2 separate regions of the Gossypium hirsutum genome follow, and region 2 is linked to region 1. Evidence: chromatin contacts called from public Hi-C data. All regions are on one chromosome and are shown on one strand. Each heading gives the region's core, a stretch centred on a gene start, on an enhancer-like site or on the middle of the called end of the contact. The rest is flanking DNA. Distances are from core to core; before and after follow the strand shown.

Region 1 (7,900 bases), core at 3,175-5,674:
TTTTTTTGACAAAGTTTATATTGTTAAGACTTCTAATGCCAAAGTAGGTAAAGATAAGTAACAAAAAGAAATTATCCCTATTTAAGATCATATCATCACTCAGTAAACTTGAAATGATCTTGTACCGTTCCCATCCATCTCTGATTTGGTCTTCATCACTGTACTTGACATGCATATCATCTGTTAAATCACAACTCTTGAGGGATATTTGTAATTATGTTTTGCTCATTTGTCATCCGAAGGGGTGACATGCTACATTTGACAATGAAAAACAGAAGATGATAGATTAGGTAAAACAAAAGAGTTTGACATACGAACATTGGGAAGGGAATAAATAGAATTATTTCAAATGAATCCTTCAAGATTATAACACTTGTAATAGAGGTTTAGGAGGTTCCACCAAGTAGAACTGATATAGTTTTTCATGATCCAATGAAAACATACTAGGTTTTAAGGTGGGCTGGAATGAAATATCTTTGGAGAATTTGAGGGTCAGAATCGAATCATAAGTGAAAAGAAGAGAGTTTGATGTACCCATTGCTGCTTCCTCCATCCCTGACACGTTTAGTGAACAACCATTTCTGCTTGTTTACAGCTTGGTTAGATCATTGGTGTACTAATTTGCACCAGTGACTGGTATCAGTTTATTGATAGCACCAATCAGGTAATTTACATTTTGGATCATAGAACTTACTTCAACTTTCATATAAATAATAAACCTTTAGTTTAATCAAATTACATCATTCAACTTTTATTTTTAATAAGTTAAGACACTTGTACTAACACTGTTAACGGAAAAGTTGAGTCGACATTTTTACTTGGCATATTTCTTACATGCCATCAAAATAAATAATGTCTAGTTGGCATTATTAATAAATCTTTTAGGGTTTTTTTAAACCTTTGGTTTGAATAAATTAAAGCTTTCTGAGTTTTATTTCATTGATAAAAAAAAAATCAAATAGTAGAACAAGTAAATTGAAGGGTTTACTAGTATAATATAAGAAAAGATATTCGGTTTGACATACTTCTGATTCTCTCAAGAAAAACCCAGATGAGAACTATATGTTTACACAAGGTGGATGTTTTTGGAAGAACAGAATTGTATTTAACTTGAAACATCTCCAACAGTCAAAGACCAATTACACATATTTGATCATCATCATCATCATCATGCTAGGAATCCAAGCCTTTCCCCATTCTTTTTGGCCAGTTTATCGATCCTTGCTTCTGTTTAACATCAGGGATTGCAGAATTCACTAATTACCTAAAATAAATAACACAAGATGAATTCAATAACACCATCTCTTCTATCCTACGAGGTGTCTCAATGTCGCTAATTAGTGACGTGAGCAAGAAAGAATAGAAACAACGGTTTCCTTCTTATCAGTCTCACAAATGCAATAGAGACTAATTTTCCCAATAATTTACTCAAATCAGAGGTTTGAGAAAACCTAAAAAAAATATTTAAATGCCAACTAGACATTATTTTGATGACATTTAACAAATGCACCGAATTAAAGTGTAACTCATATTGGTTGATAACTACCAAGCTTTGATAATTGGATTTTGTGGGAGCATTTGACAGAGTAACATTATAGGCAACGAAGTAGGTTCTGGTGCTTTTGCAGGAAAGAGCAAAAGGTTGATCATTTTGGCGACCATGCATTAGCAATACTCTTCTTCTTTGTAGAGGATATAAAGAACCTTATACATGCTCCTCTGGTTTACCATGTGTATCTGTTGAATTCATAATTTAATTTACTGGGAAGGCAGCATCTTATCTTCTTTGTGTGAACAAACTACATTGACTCAAGCTAATAGAAGCCAGTAGGACCCCAAAAAATGATGGAAGTCGGTATCTCTTCTTGGCTAATGGTTTTATAGATCAAATTGTGCTATGTGTTGAGATTGAGATTTGTAAATGTTCAGTAGTCACATTCTTTTGCCCATTTTGGATGTATTCCTCTGTTTTTGTTTGCAAAATTTATTGATTTCTGCACTTAGCTTTGAAATTAATTATGATTTTCTTCCCCAATAAGGTGAATGAAGGGTGCCCTTTTCTTCTGGATTTTGAGGAAAAAGTTAAAAGTGCTCTCAAAAATCTGAAAATAAGTAAGCATCCTTTGGTGGCCGAGATGTAGATGCACCCTCTCAAACATGGGCAATGTCAGCAGTCTCATCCAAAACATTTGGTTTATCGGGAAGAACCTACAGTGACATCCCAGTAATGCTTCCTCTGGTTGATATGTGCAACTATAGCTTCCAATAATGCCAATAAAATAAATTACCTTTATTTTCTTAACTTCAATTAGTTTTGATTTGATGAAAAGCTCCAATAGGCTATAGTTTTCTCATACATCTCTCATATCAGATTGTAGCTGAATGCAAGATCAAACAAAATGATCTTTTATAGCTGTCAAGCGATTTAATCTTTCCTGCTGGGTAATGGATTTGTTATACCATCAAATCCATATGACTATATTTAGCTCAAGCATGAGGGCTGTCATGGATGCTCGATTACGTCTGCTGGTGTTTCTTCACCCAATTTCTCGTCTCCAGCTCCATGGCAGCAACAAGTTTTGGCTCAGCTTGATTTAGATGGAGAACCTCCAAATCTCAAGGTTATTTCTTCCCTTCATATTATTTTAAATATTATCCTCTTTTGGATTGTTTTCAACAAATTGAACAGTAATGTAATGCCTTCTAATGCTGAACAGTTTATGATTTGTAATGAATCACTAGTCAATTTTAAGTTTTGCTGTTAAATGGCACAACTAAGAATTATCAAAAGCAAGAAATTGATCGATTGGTTACACTTTGATTGGTCTGTTTCATGTTGTTGACACGGTAGAACCTCTACTCTCTTTGAATCTATTATAAAACAATTGGAGTACATCTGACTTGATAAAGTATACAAGAAGTAAAGTACCTTTTGTGGTATGTGGCTTGCAGAAAGATGAAGAAAACTGCCCGTGTTACTGGCAGTTAAATCCCATATTATGCTTCTAGGCTCTTTCAGTTTCATGAGTCTGAAGTTGTACCAACTTCAGCTAACAGTTAATTTTTAGTGTTAGTTTTAATAGTTTTGGTCAATTTAATATTTTATTGCACCTTTTTGTTTATACCTAATAGGTAGCCATAGGTGACAGTTTTTGGCCGCTTAAAGAATTATACCACTAAATGACATGGAATGCAATCGTTGCAGAGATATGATTTGAATATCCTAAAACCTTCATCAACTGGAACTTCCCTTGGCATTGCCAAGAGTAGCTGCTTTTTGCACTGTTATTGCAGTGGAGCAAAGATAATGGATGATGAGTCTATTGAAACAAGGTGTTTCCATCTAACTGAGATTTTGAAGCTTCGGTCATCTAAGGAGACCACTGCTTGAGACCAATTTCTTATGTTACAAGTCATAGAACTGCAGTCTTTTAGGTCTTTTATATTTGTGGGCTGATTTTTTCATCTATGTTCTTGTGACCTGTATATATCTTATATAGGTTGTACAATTTCCTCCACGTATGCAAATTTTCACTGCGTTTTTACCTGCAGCTGATATTTGGTGCCAACCACTCATTATATCATAGTTATGGTGTTATCCCTGCTATCCTTCTATCTTTGCAGGCAATGTGTAGTGAAAATGATATTAATAAAAGAAGTTTCGATAAATAGGAAACTGGGGCGTCAAAAGCCAGATACGTGATTTGCTACAATCAAACTAGAGAAGGAAACAGAGGAAGCTGGTTTAATCTATACAAGAAGCTTTTAGATATTAATGGAAGAAAAACTATTATGAACAGGGCAAAAGAAGAAGAAGCCGAAGAGAAGAAAGAGAAAAGGTTTTCTCCATAAACATGTTGGAGGATACCTACTGCAGATAGAACAAAGATCCAGAAACTGGCAGGGAGAAAAAAAAAACTTGAAACAAGACTAATCCTAAAAACCTGCTGCCATGAGAGTAACCATTTCTCTTTCTTCTCTTCTACAGGTGTATTATGGTAGCTCCTATGAATTCCCAACTGATATGGGTCTTTCAGCTAATCCTAGAGGGGATCGGGACCGTTGCCTGGTAATCTCTCGGAGAACCCTTCTCATATCTGGCTGCTGCAGTGATGGATGCTTGATCTTCTCAAACTCTTGCTTTATCTTCATGACTTGGCTATGAATTGGTACACCTTTATATTCATCCTCATCTCTTATAACTGCGTTGTTGTTGCTGCTGCTGCTGCTGCTGATCTTCTTTTGCTCCATATTCTCAACTTCTAAAGCTAAGCTCAAACCTGATTGAAAAATTGCTAATCCTTCACACCAAAGGCCTTGCATACCTGTTTTGTGGATAGTTTTAAGGGTTTATATATATGGTGGGAATAATGAAAAAGACACGATTTCTTCATGAATAGTGAGGAAACGGAAGCTGGTAGGCAAAGTGCGTGTAAATTTCTCCACTTGTACTTATTTAGAAGAGTTTTAAGATGACTCCTTTGAAAGCTTGTTTTGAATATCCAAGATTGCCCCTCTTAAGTAATTGGACCGTCTTCTGTTTGAATTTTGATGGAAATAATTGATATTGATGTCTCCTGTTCATATTGTTTAATATATGTCTTTCACATAGTAATAATTCCTGCTATATTGATTTAAACGTATTAATGTATCCATGACATTTATATTCTTTTTTCCTTACCGGATAATTATTTCGTGTCTGAAATTGGCAGTGTAATATAAATAGGATAGGTGGCTGGAGTTGCCCAACTGTTTATTTGACTTTGCTTATTTGACTGGTTTGTAATTTTTTATTTTTAAAAAAATAATTGTTTAAAGGTTTTCATATATTCAACATAGAAAAAATTGTATGTACCCAAAAACGGTGGGGGAATGCTGCAATTAAAAATCTTTGGACCGGATCAACTCTTAATAAAGAAGTAAATATCATGGTACTCGTTAGGAAAGTTATTTCCCAAATATTTTTTGGAACTTTCCTCAGCTTTAATTGGTCAACTTGGAAAAAGCAAGGAAATTTTTTTCAAAATATAATGTTTCTTCCTCATAAGCACTCTAGAAAGTTAGGTGAGTGGCAATAATCTCTAACCTGTGGTTGAGAATTTGATCTTTGTTTTAAATATGGAATTATAGTTAATATCTACCTCTTTTAAGTTTATTATATAACATATTATTGAAAAAAATGTTTTAAAAATCAGGAGTATATATCTTTTTCCCATTGGCTATTGTAACAATTGTACACCTTGGAAAAGGTAACCTACTACCTTGCATAGAGATACCATAAGCACCTAAAAAGATCTAAGGTATCCATAATTGACAATCAACTTAGCATAATTATTTTCAAATTCATAGTCTTTGTAATGACAGAATTTAGATTAAACATTAGTATTTTCACTGAATATGCCAAGAAAATAGTTTTTAATAATCATCTTTTAAAAAAATTCATTTAATAATCTTTTCTATTTTTATATGATTATTCACCGGGTTGAAATTCAACTTTAAGTTGAAATAATTGATACCCAATACCGTAATTTTGTTTTCTTATTCTTATTTCTATGCCAATCGTGTGTTTAACGTTTAGATGGAGTGGAATGAGAATTTTCATGAAATCTCCTATATTGAATTTAAACGTTGTGATCACATGATTAATTTCAAGTATATATATATTTTAATTAAAACTTAACAACAACAAAAAAAATAATAAAAGCACCAATTCAATTATAGCATGTGTAAAATTGATATTGATGGCAAATATATATTATAAAAGTATAGAGATGCTGCCATTTGGTCAAAAATCTTTGCTCTAAAATATTAATGTGGAGTAAACACATTATACCTGTTACTTACAACCACGAATTTAAATAGCAACAATTACATTTATAATTACGTTACATTCCTAACTTCAAGTTCAAGTTCCCCAATCAATCATTAGATGTTGATTTTCCCTTAATGTAATTAAAACAAAAGTAAAGTCATATTTTGTTTTTGGGTCCTCAAATTGCATCTTAGTAATAAGATTTAACCTTCGATTGTGCTTGCTTTAATCATTGGATATATTATGGAGGCCGTTAGCTTAAGATCTTTGGTTATTAGTTGTAAAGTTCACTCTTTTGTAAAGTTTATCAGATCAACTTCAACTTTCAATTGCTAAATTTTTTCACTAATCATTTTGATTTAACTGATTTTATGTTTGGACTTTCCAGGATATTAACAATCTAATGCCAAACATACATTTTCTTTTTTTTCAAGTTGTTTCTTGAGTACTATCCTTCCACGTGGTTGCCTTTTTTGGTTTTATCCCTCTTGAATATCATCTAGATTCATTTCTTCTATGTCATCTAGATGTAATGAATGTAATGAAAGTCTTGGTGATGAATTCCAAGTCTCCCACATGCTTTTGATTTCTTCTATAATATGATATGGAAAATCTTCTATCTCCATTTCGGCTATTTTTTTTAATAGTCGTACAGATTCTTCATCTCTATCATTCTGGATGCTTTCAGTTTCATATGCCAATATTCTTCTTTCATCAGTCTAGAGTTTATAAATTTCTTCCTGAAGTAAATATTAGTCTTTTGTCATCAAATCTATCCCTCTTTGGGTTTGGTAATAAGTGAGATCTTTGTAATACTTGTCAATGTTTTTTGTTAAGTGTTCTTTGTCTTCTTTGACTGCTGATAATTTGGGGCTTCCAATCATTCTTTGAATAATCCAAATTTGATAGATAAACTTTTTTCTTTTTCAACAATACCAATAAGGCTGCTTATTTCAATATGAAAATAATAATAAAAGTCATCATTATTTATTTATATTTAATAATATAGACTTAATAGATGCAGGAAAATCTTTTAAGAGATGAAAAGAAAACTTTTGAACTACTATTTCTTTAGTAAAACCCCATTCAATACTACTTATATCAGATGGTTCATGATCCAGTCTAAATTTTATAGTAGAAATTTTTTCATCTAAATCATTAGTAAAAATATAAGCTTGTAAAAAAAAATTCTAAAAAAGCTTTTTGAAATTGAGCTTGCTATTTGCAAATAGCTCCATTTATTTTTGTAAAAATTTATATTGGTAAAATTTTTCTAGCTTTATTATATAAACATAGTCTAAACATTTTATTCATAATAAGACTATTTTTTCCTTTATTAATAAAATACTGAAATATATCAAGAAGATTGTTTATTTCCTTAATATCTATATACTCTATTTTAAGCTCATTCCAATCTTATATAAAATAGATTTTAATAATAAACCATCAGCTTCATTTTCTTTAGTTGTTTTTTCAACTAAAAATTGTGAAAACTTAGTAAGAGCTCTTCTAAAATTGGCTCTTTGTTCAGAAATATAAGTTTTCCATATTTCATTAATAAAATTATATAATTCTAATGATAATCCTAGATTGTAAAAATATTTTATTTTAGCAATTTGTTGTTGTTTCAACAAATTTTCTGCTCCCTTTATCATTTCAGCATAACTAGCTTGGAATGCTGAATTTGGATCTTTGAACCAATGTAATTGACTTGCCTTATTTGATGATAAATGAGTTCCAACTGGTTGTCTTACCATTGGATATGACACATAACATCATTGATTAGGATAAAAAGGTGCTTGTACAGGTATAGACACAAATCCTTGATTAGAATTTGTTGTTTTCCCTTTGTTGGGTCTTTTATGGACAGTTGTCCACTCACCAACTTTTTCTAGAGGTTTTTTACCTCTATCTATAAGGCCTGCTAAGATAATCAACAATAATATTATCAGTTCATTTTACATATAAAACTTCAAAATTAAAAGTACATAATTCATTGTACCATCTGATTCTCCTTGATACAGTTTCCAAACTTTTGTTAGTAAGGAATTGTTTAACTGTCTGAATATTAGTTTTTATTATAAAATT
Region 2 (7,900 bases), core at 3,384-5,883, 170 kb after region 1:
ACCCGATCATATGCTTTGCTCATATCCAACAACACCAGAAGCCCTTTTCTTCTTGTTCTTTTTTGTTTATATGCATGAAAGACTTCATAAGCAAGAAGAAAATTATTAGTAATTAGTCTGCCCGGAACAAAAGCACTTTGGGCCTCATCTATAAAACATTCTAAAACTTGTTGGAGACGATTTGCAACAATTTTAGAAATAATTTTATTAGCATTGTACAAAGACTTATAGGTTTTCGTAGGTTGAACAATTTTCGAAATTAACATAATATTTGTAACATTTAGAGGTTTTAGTGACATACCTACATTTAGTATTTTAAGACAGAAATTGCTCAAATCAGGCCCAATAATGTGCCAAAATTGTTGGTAAAAAACCATAAAAAGCCATCATTTCTCACTACTTTTGTTGGCCCCATACCTTTCAGAGTAGCTAAAACCTCCTTAGCAGTATACCATACCAATAACATTTGATTCACATCCTCCCTTATTCGTTGCTCCACTTCAGATAATATATGCTCCACTTCTCCCACACTTTTCGTAGAAAAAATATTTTCAAAATATTTTCGAGCAATATCCTTCATCTCGCTCTTTATATTTATAATTTCTCCCACTTCAGTTTTCAAACTCTTGATACGATTGATATGTCTCCTTTGCAATGCAAATTTATGGAAGAACGCAGTATTCCTATCCCCCCATTTTTCAACCAGTTTGCTCAAGCCCTTTATTCCCAATACACTTATTCCTACTTCATCTCCCAATTAAGATGAAGTTTCACATCAATAATTTTGGAAAGCTTATCATCAACCCCTGCCGCTTCAGTTAAAATTTTCAATTTTTGATTTAAAACTTTTGTTGCCCCAACCCGTTTCTCCTTAATGTTCTTTTCCCATACCAGCAATGCATTTTTAAACGCATCCAATTTTGCTAGGACATCACCCATAATTGAATCCCATACACGTCACACCAATTCTTCACAAGAATATTCAAAAATCCATTAAGCTTAAAGCCTAAACTTTCTACATTTTCTCCCTGTTTCTGTGACTAATCTGTTTGAATTAAAAGAGGGTAATGATCCGAAAAAGAGTGGGGCAAATGCTCAATTGAAAAATTAGGAAAACTATTCAACCATTGAGAATTGACCACCCATTTATCCAACTGCTCTCCTATATTTTTCTATGGTAGATTCCTTCTTTCCCAAGTAAGCCAAGGACTCGAAAAGCCCCTATCCACCAACTCACATTCCTCTAAAGTCTTACGAAAATTCTCCATACATTTTTCCTCCTTTAGCATTCCTTTAGACTTTTAATGAGAATATAAAATCTCGTTGAAATCTCTACATACAATCCATGGTAAGTCATGATTTCTCCTTAGGCGTCGAAGAATTTTCCCAACTTTCCTCTTTGTTTCTGACATTCGGAGCCTCATAAAACCCCGTTGATCTCTATTTCAAATTTGCTTCTGCTTCTTGAATATTTGCATCTATATGATTCATCGACTACAAATATTAACCAAGTCATTACCATTCTATGCCAAATTAAGTTCTCCTAGAACTATCCGCACTCACATCCATCCCATTATTAAAACCACATTTTTGACGAACGTTCTTCATTCTCCTTCCATCCAATTTTGTCTCCATTAAGAAGACAATTTGGGGATTAATAGCCTTCATCATAAACCAAATTCGTTGAATAGCTCCAATACTCCCCAATCCGTGGACATTCAAACATATAATTTTCATGGCGCATGGCTGGCATGCCCCTTGCTAACTACCGATAAATTGTTAGAATGAGCATTTTGTTGCTCAATCGGTGCTCCTATTAAATCAGCCACTTCTAAAACATTAGGGACCACTAAATTTGTTCTAGGCCTTTTCTTCCCTTCCACTTTCCCAATTGGATCTTCTTCAAAATCATGTTCCATACTATTACGGCTCAGTCCATCAAAAAATCCAGATTGATTCCTCGTATCATGATCTGGATGTCCTTCCAAGTTGAAACCCAACATCAAATTAATATTAGTCCACGTATCACTCCTAAAATTATTTCTTTTATTACTCTTCGATCCATGCACGTTCCATTTCTTTCCTTAGAAACTCCATCCCCTTCCTCACGCACCCATACACTACTCACGATTGTGGCTCTCCTCATCTGCGCTTACAAGGACAAATCCCATCCAAAATCCGTAACATCTCCCTAATATAATCAAACTGGACAAAACTTATCATTGTAGCTCAAACAGCCACATAAGAAATAGAAAAGAGTAAGTTTCTCATACAGAAAATTCACATAAGTGAATTTCGATGATGGGAGCACAATCTTCTTCCTTCTCTTTAGTGGCTTCCTTACATCAAGCTCTACTCGGATCCTAAGATAAATCTTCAATCCTCGATTTATCTACTTAGAATCATATTCCATAAAGCTTCCAATAAAATTTCGCAATTGCATGGCCACTGTCTCCGAAAAGAAGCCTGAAGGTAAATCATGGATTTGCACCCAAAAAGTTGAAAAAAATAGAGGGACCTATAGTGGATCTTCGCCATTCTCCAAACAGTGAATTATTATAAGATGGTTGTTAAATGCCCAAGGAGATCCTTGGACCACTCAATCAACATCCATTTCATGGAAAAACTTAAATAAGAATCTCGTCACACCCAGATCTAAGATCTGAACCCCACCTAACGGATGCCACAAATTTGCCATTGTGTTCTTCATTGCCTAACAATAAACAATGCTTGCTGCTAGAAACTAGCCTGCCAAACAATGTTCATATGTCAATTTTTGTAACCTCGGATCAATCGACAATAACAACGCATCTTCTTCTTTCCCATCCTCAAAATTTAGCCCTGTCATCTTTTCCTCCATGGCGGAAACTCTCACACAGCAGATATCCAATTCCTACTTTCTTAGAAAAGTACCCTGAGAAATCCAGACAAAAGAATAAAAAACAAAAGACAAGAAGAAAAAGCAGGACGTGCTACAATAAGCAAAGAAAATTCACTTATTTGGAAAATTAAATTCAATATATTAAAAGAAAGAAATTTTTAAAATTAAGTTAAAAAGGAAATTAAGATAACAACATAATATATGCTCTATACTTACATAAAACTTATAATTGAATTGAGTTGAAAATGCCAAAAACAACTTTATTCAATTATAGCCCACAGAAATATAAAATTTTAAATATTTTAATTATTTTCTTTAAAATTGAAAGGTTTTTTTGGTTGACCTTAAAATTGTAAGTTATTTCATATGCATGATAATATACATACTTATCTATATATACAAACTAACTTAATTTTTAAACCCATCACTCATCCTTTCAATTTTTTTCTTTTATAATTATGTTTTTACATCATATTTTTATAATATATGAGGTGATCATAAATTCAACCCTTAATGATTAAAATTTAATATTTTCTACTAAAGTCAATAAAAAATAAAGTTTAATAAAATATATTTTATATTGAGAAGTAATTTTATATTAATTAATTACGAAAAAATATGTTTATATTAATTATATTATGAAAAAAAAAGTTACATTAAGGACGTAATGAAAGAAAAAAATGGAGAAAAATCATAAATTCTATCAATAAAAGTATCCATGTAATGTTATATGTTGCGGACATATAACCGCTCCCTAAATGAAAATAGCTATAAGTTGTTAATGTATATACTTTATAGCCGTCAATCTTAGTTTTGTATTATTAGAAATATAAAAAGGGTTATTTAAAATTAAATAATATTGAACTTTAATAAAAACATTTATATTGAAAATATTTATAAGTAATGTGTTAACCAAAAATATAATCCTCTAATAACAATTTAATAAATACATATAAGCACTCATTAATTGAACTCTAGTCTTATTTGGAAAGTTGATATAATTATTTTTTGTATAAGTAATCACTGAATTGAATGTAATTAAAACAATCGTATTATGTTTGTACATAATTTTATTTTTTAAATTAATTTTTATAGTATTTTAATTTTAGGATATATATTTTATTTTTAAATATAATTATATGTTATACTGCTTAAATAATAGCAAAATCTTATTGACGAGATAATTTCTTATACATTTGGAGCTACTAAATAATTAACTAAATTACATAGTATTTATTATAAATTATTTATACTATTTTTTATGAAATTATATATATTATTTATTATTAATTATTTATACTTGATTAAGGACCAATTGATCACAATGAGTATATGTTTAATGTTAAAAAGAGAATAACACAAAAAATATTGAATGTTAGAGTAATTAAATAAAATTGCATTAGAATATTTATTTTCTTATTAATTTTATTAGTAATCGTATTACAGAATAATTTTTTGGACTAACATATTATATAAGATGATTTGATTTTAAATTTTGTACTTGCTTATAGAATTTGTGGCTAAGTATTAGCTCACCATTTCTATAATAAATAATATTTTCTAAAATTTATATTATATAGTTGTATAATTATAATTTGTATTACATAAATAAGATTATTTTAATTTTTTAAACCCAAAATTTAACTTTAATAATAACATATACAAAAATTGAAAATAAAAAATCCAAGATGTACAATCTTATCTATACACGTAAACTGCGGCATAAAACCCAGATAAGACCAAATAAGAAGCATACACAGCCGTTTTCCACTTTTTGCTTTTTCTCAAAGAAAAACAGCCAACATGCATAGCCGATGATCGCACACGTGAGCGAGATGCTTGATAAAGAAAGTCAATTCCTTTCTACATCAGATCAACCGTGTACGTGCTGGCTACAACACCTTATAAAAACTCTCTCTTTTCTTTTTTCTAATAAAATAATATTAAACAAATAAAACTCTAAACCCTTGTTAACGAAACGGCACCGAAGCTTATAGAAGGAGACGCGTCTTAACACCTACCCTTTTTTCGAATTACAAACATCATTTTCATCATCTACTACTACTATTATGCAGTAACTTTGTGTTTAATTAATTAATTTTGTTTACTCTCTCTCTCTCTCCCCTTCTTTTCTATAAATACCCAATTCCATGTCCTTACAATTTCAGCTTCTCTCTCAATTTTCTTTCTTTTTTTGTTGCCTTTTTACCTGTAAATATACTCCAATTTTACGATAATCAGTTTCTTTATACTCCGAAGAAGCCTCTCTCCCAGGATTGTTTCTATAATTTACAAAAGAAAAAATAATAATAACTGGTTAATTTCGTCAGGGGCTAAGCTTGTTTGCTTCCATAAATTGTTCTATTTACTTCTTTCAATTTATTGGTTCTGGGTATTCTTGGTTCTTGTTCGATCGTTTATTTTCAATTTGTTTGAGGATGGTTTGCATGGTTTCTCGCACTGGAAGGCACTTGCAGCGATACGATAACCTAGGCCGCCGCCAAGTTGTCGGGTGAGTATTTTCATGATGAAGAGAGTTTGATTTGCTTCATCCTTTTTTTTTATTTATTCTCATCTAGAGAAATTTTATTTGTTCCATTATCTTTAATTTTTCTGGGTTCCTGTTGAAAATTTTGTTCTTTTCTGAATTGGGGCCTGACATTTTTGGTCAGAAATTTCATGCTAGGAGCCTTGGACTGTTTCCATTTTATTGTATAAAGAGAAAAAAAAACAAATCTTTTTTCTTGGGATGAATGATGGCAAAACTCATTTCTTCAATTTCGACGATTGCAGTTGCATTCCCTATAGATACAAATCTAGCAGTGATGGAACCATGACTGATGACTTGGAGGTACTTGTGATCTCCTCCCAGAAATGTCAAAAAATGATGTTTCCCAAGGTATAAAGATTCAGTAATGTTTCAAAAAAGTTAATTAAAACTCTTGTTTACTCTGTCAAATCATGCATTAATAATTATTGTGGTGGTGTTTGGTATTAATTCTCAGGGTGGCTGGGAGCTTGATGAATCTAGAGAAGAAGCTGCATTAAGAGAGTCACTTGAAGAAGCTGGTGTTCTAGGCAATGTTGAGGTTACTATTTAATTCAACTGTTCATTAATCATTGTTTAAGAATCCCAACGTTTCTCGAACTGAAATTCTTATTAATATTTATATACTTTTAAAACAGTGTGAACTGGGGAAGTGGGACTTCATAAGCAAAAGCCATGGCACATTTTATGAAGGTTATATGTTCCCTTTGCTAGTGAAAGAAGAACTTGATTTCTGGCCTGAGCAAAATCTGAGACAAAGGACATGGGTAAAGCTTTTGTTACTGTTCTTCACTTCTTCCATTGAACACTTGAAAATGACTTCCGAGTTTCAGTTCATTGATTTGCTTTTTCGTTTTATTGTGTTCAGATGAATGTTAAAGAAGCCAGGGATGTGTGCCAGCATTGGTGGATGAAGGAAGCTTTAGACATATTGGTTGAAAGACTCAACTCATTAAAGCAGCAAAATGAACAAAATTATCCCAACATCTGCTCTGATTTAGTGGCAAAGATTAGTAGTTTGTAAAATATGGGGGGCATTTTTCCGAGGCTGTTTAGATTTGAATCTTCTGTTGAAAACAAAGGAGGATCAGCAACCAGCAGTGCTTATGGCCAATTATGTTGGCTACCAAATACAGTCACTCACAGCTGGGTAAAATGTTAGGAAAATAACTGTAATTTTTTGGATGTTGGGTTGCACTGCTAGTTGCAGCTTCTTAGGAAGCACTTAATATGAGAAATTAGTGGGAAAAAAGGGAGGGAAGAACCCTAAATGAAGAGATTTTGTATCAAGTTGTATATTTGGCCGTTGAAGTTTAATCTACTTGAATGTAAATCAGTTATCAATTATAATATCTTTGAAAATTCAATAATTTAATCGCACAAATCTTTGAAATTTTTGAGTACAAAAAGAAGAAAACTGGACTAATTAAATCGCACAAATCTCAAGGCTGGTACAAGTTCAATAATTTTCAAGCATTTAAGGCACCACTTGGGGGAGCACGTTCTAACCATGTGAGGTCCCCAATTGCTTGGCTTTTGAAAGAGAAATCGCTTTCATTTCAGAATTAGCTGAGTGGAACCTTATCTTATTTATGTGACGTTTGGTTTTAATATGCCCAGAATTGCTTGGCTTTTGAAAGAGAATCGCTTTCATTCCGGAAGTTCCAAAACTAAGAAGGCATCAAGGCCAAAACGTCATCTCTCAAGACAACCAACATGCTCGTCTTTCATTGGAAGGCGATACCATCACAAGGACCCCCTAAGAAGACACCAATAGCCACTTCAGAAATTTGGATGGAACTTGAAGGGGATAGACACCAAACCTTCTCAAGTAGAGGCAGCCACTGGATTTGAGTTACATGGTCCCTCCATACTGTAGCATCCAAGGAAATAGTAGAAAGTTGGGGAGTGTACACACTGGAGGACCCGTTTAAATTCATAGTTGGAATCCAATCGGATTGGTCAGATGGAATTGAAATCAGTTGGTATACATATTAGAATAAAGAGGTTGAATTGGTTGGACCATGAACCACTCTAAACTGGTTGGACCAAGTTTTATATTTTTTAGTATATATTTGTTTTACTTTTTAAAATTTTATGAATTTTTTAATAATTTATTTAATTGAACTCAACTAATGGTCGAATCGGTTGGACAACGAACGGTGGCTTGACTGGTTCAACAATTGTTCCGATTCCAAAAACCATTTTAATGCATTCTAGGATGGGCTGAAACTCATTAAATTAATTTCACCAAAGCTGTCAATTTCAAAGTTTAAAAGATCAATTGTCTTGCAACGAATTTTTGGGTGAGATTTAGATACTTATAGGTTGAGATGTCTCATATGGATGAAAAATTAGTCTCTTAACTTTGAAATGCAATTTGAAGTATCTTATTTTGACTTCAAAAGCTCAAGATATGATCATTTTGGTAAAAACTACGCTAGCAGAATTTTTTGGACATGATTAAAGTG

Evidence for each region. A called contact is a pair of places that touch in the nucleus more often than the background predicts.
Region 2: a contact with region 1 is called in a Hi-C map of leaf, with 1.6 times the contacts expected there. The contact joins the promoter of LOC107909879 here to the promoter of LOC107909878 in region 1. A contact is called at or near these places in 3 of 34 Hi-C or Micro-C datasets (hypocotyl and leaf).

The regions. Positions count from the first base shown.
Region 1 is chrD02:52,425,386-52,433,285 of Gossypium_hirsutum_v2.1, forward strand. It overlaps LOC107909878, which reads right to left and starts at 4,425. Exons shown (of 1, transcript XM_016837578.2): 1 at 3,647-4,425. The coding sequence starts at 4,323. The coding sequence ends at 4,006.
Region 2 is chrD02:52,590,898-52,598,797 of Gossypium_hirsutum_v2.1, forward strand. LOC107909879 (nudix hydrolase 18, mitochondrial) reads left to right here and starts at 4,634. Exons shown (of 5, transcript XM_016837579.2): 1 at 4,634-5,393; 2 at 5,675-5,780; 3 at 5,887-5,970; 4 at 6,068-6,196; 5 at 6,298-6,799. The coding sequence starts at 5,320. The coding sequence ends at 6,453.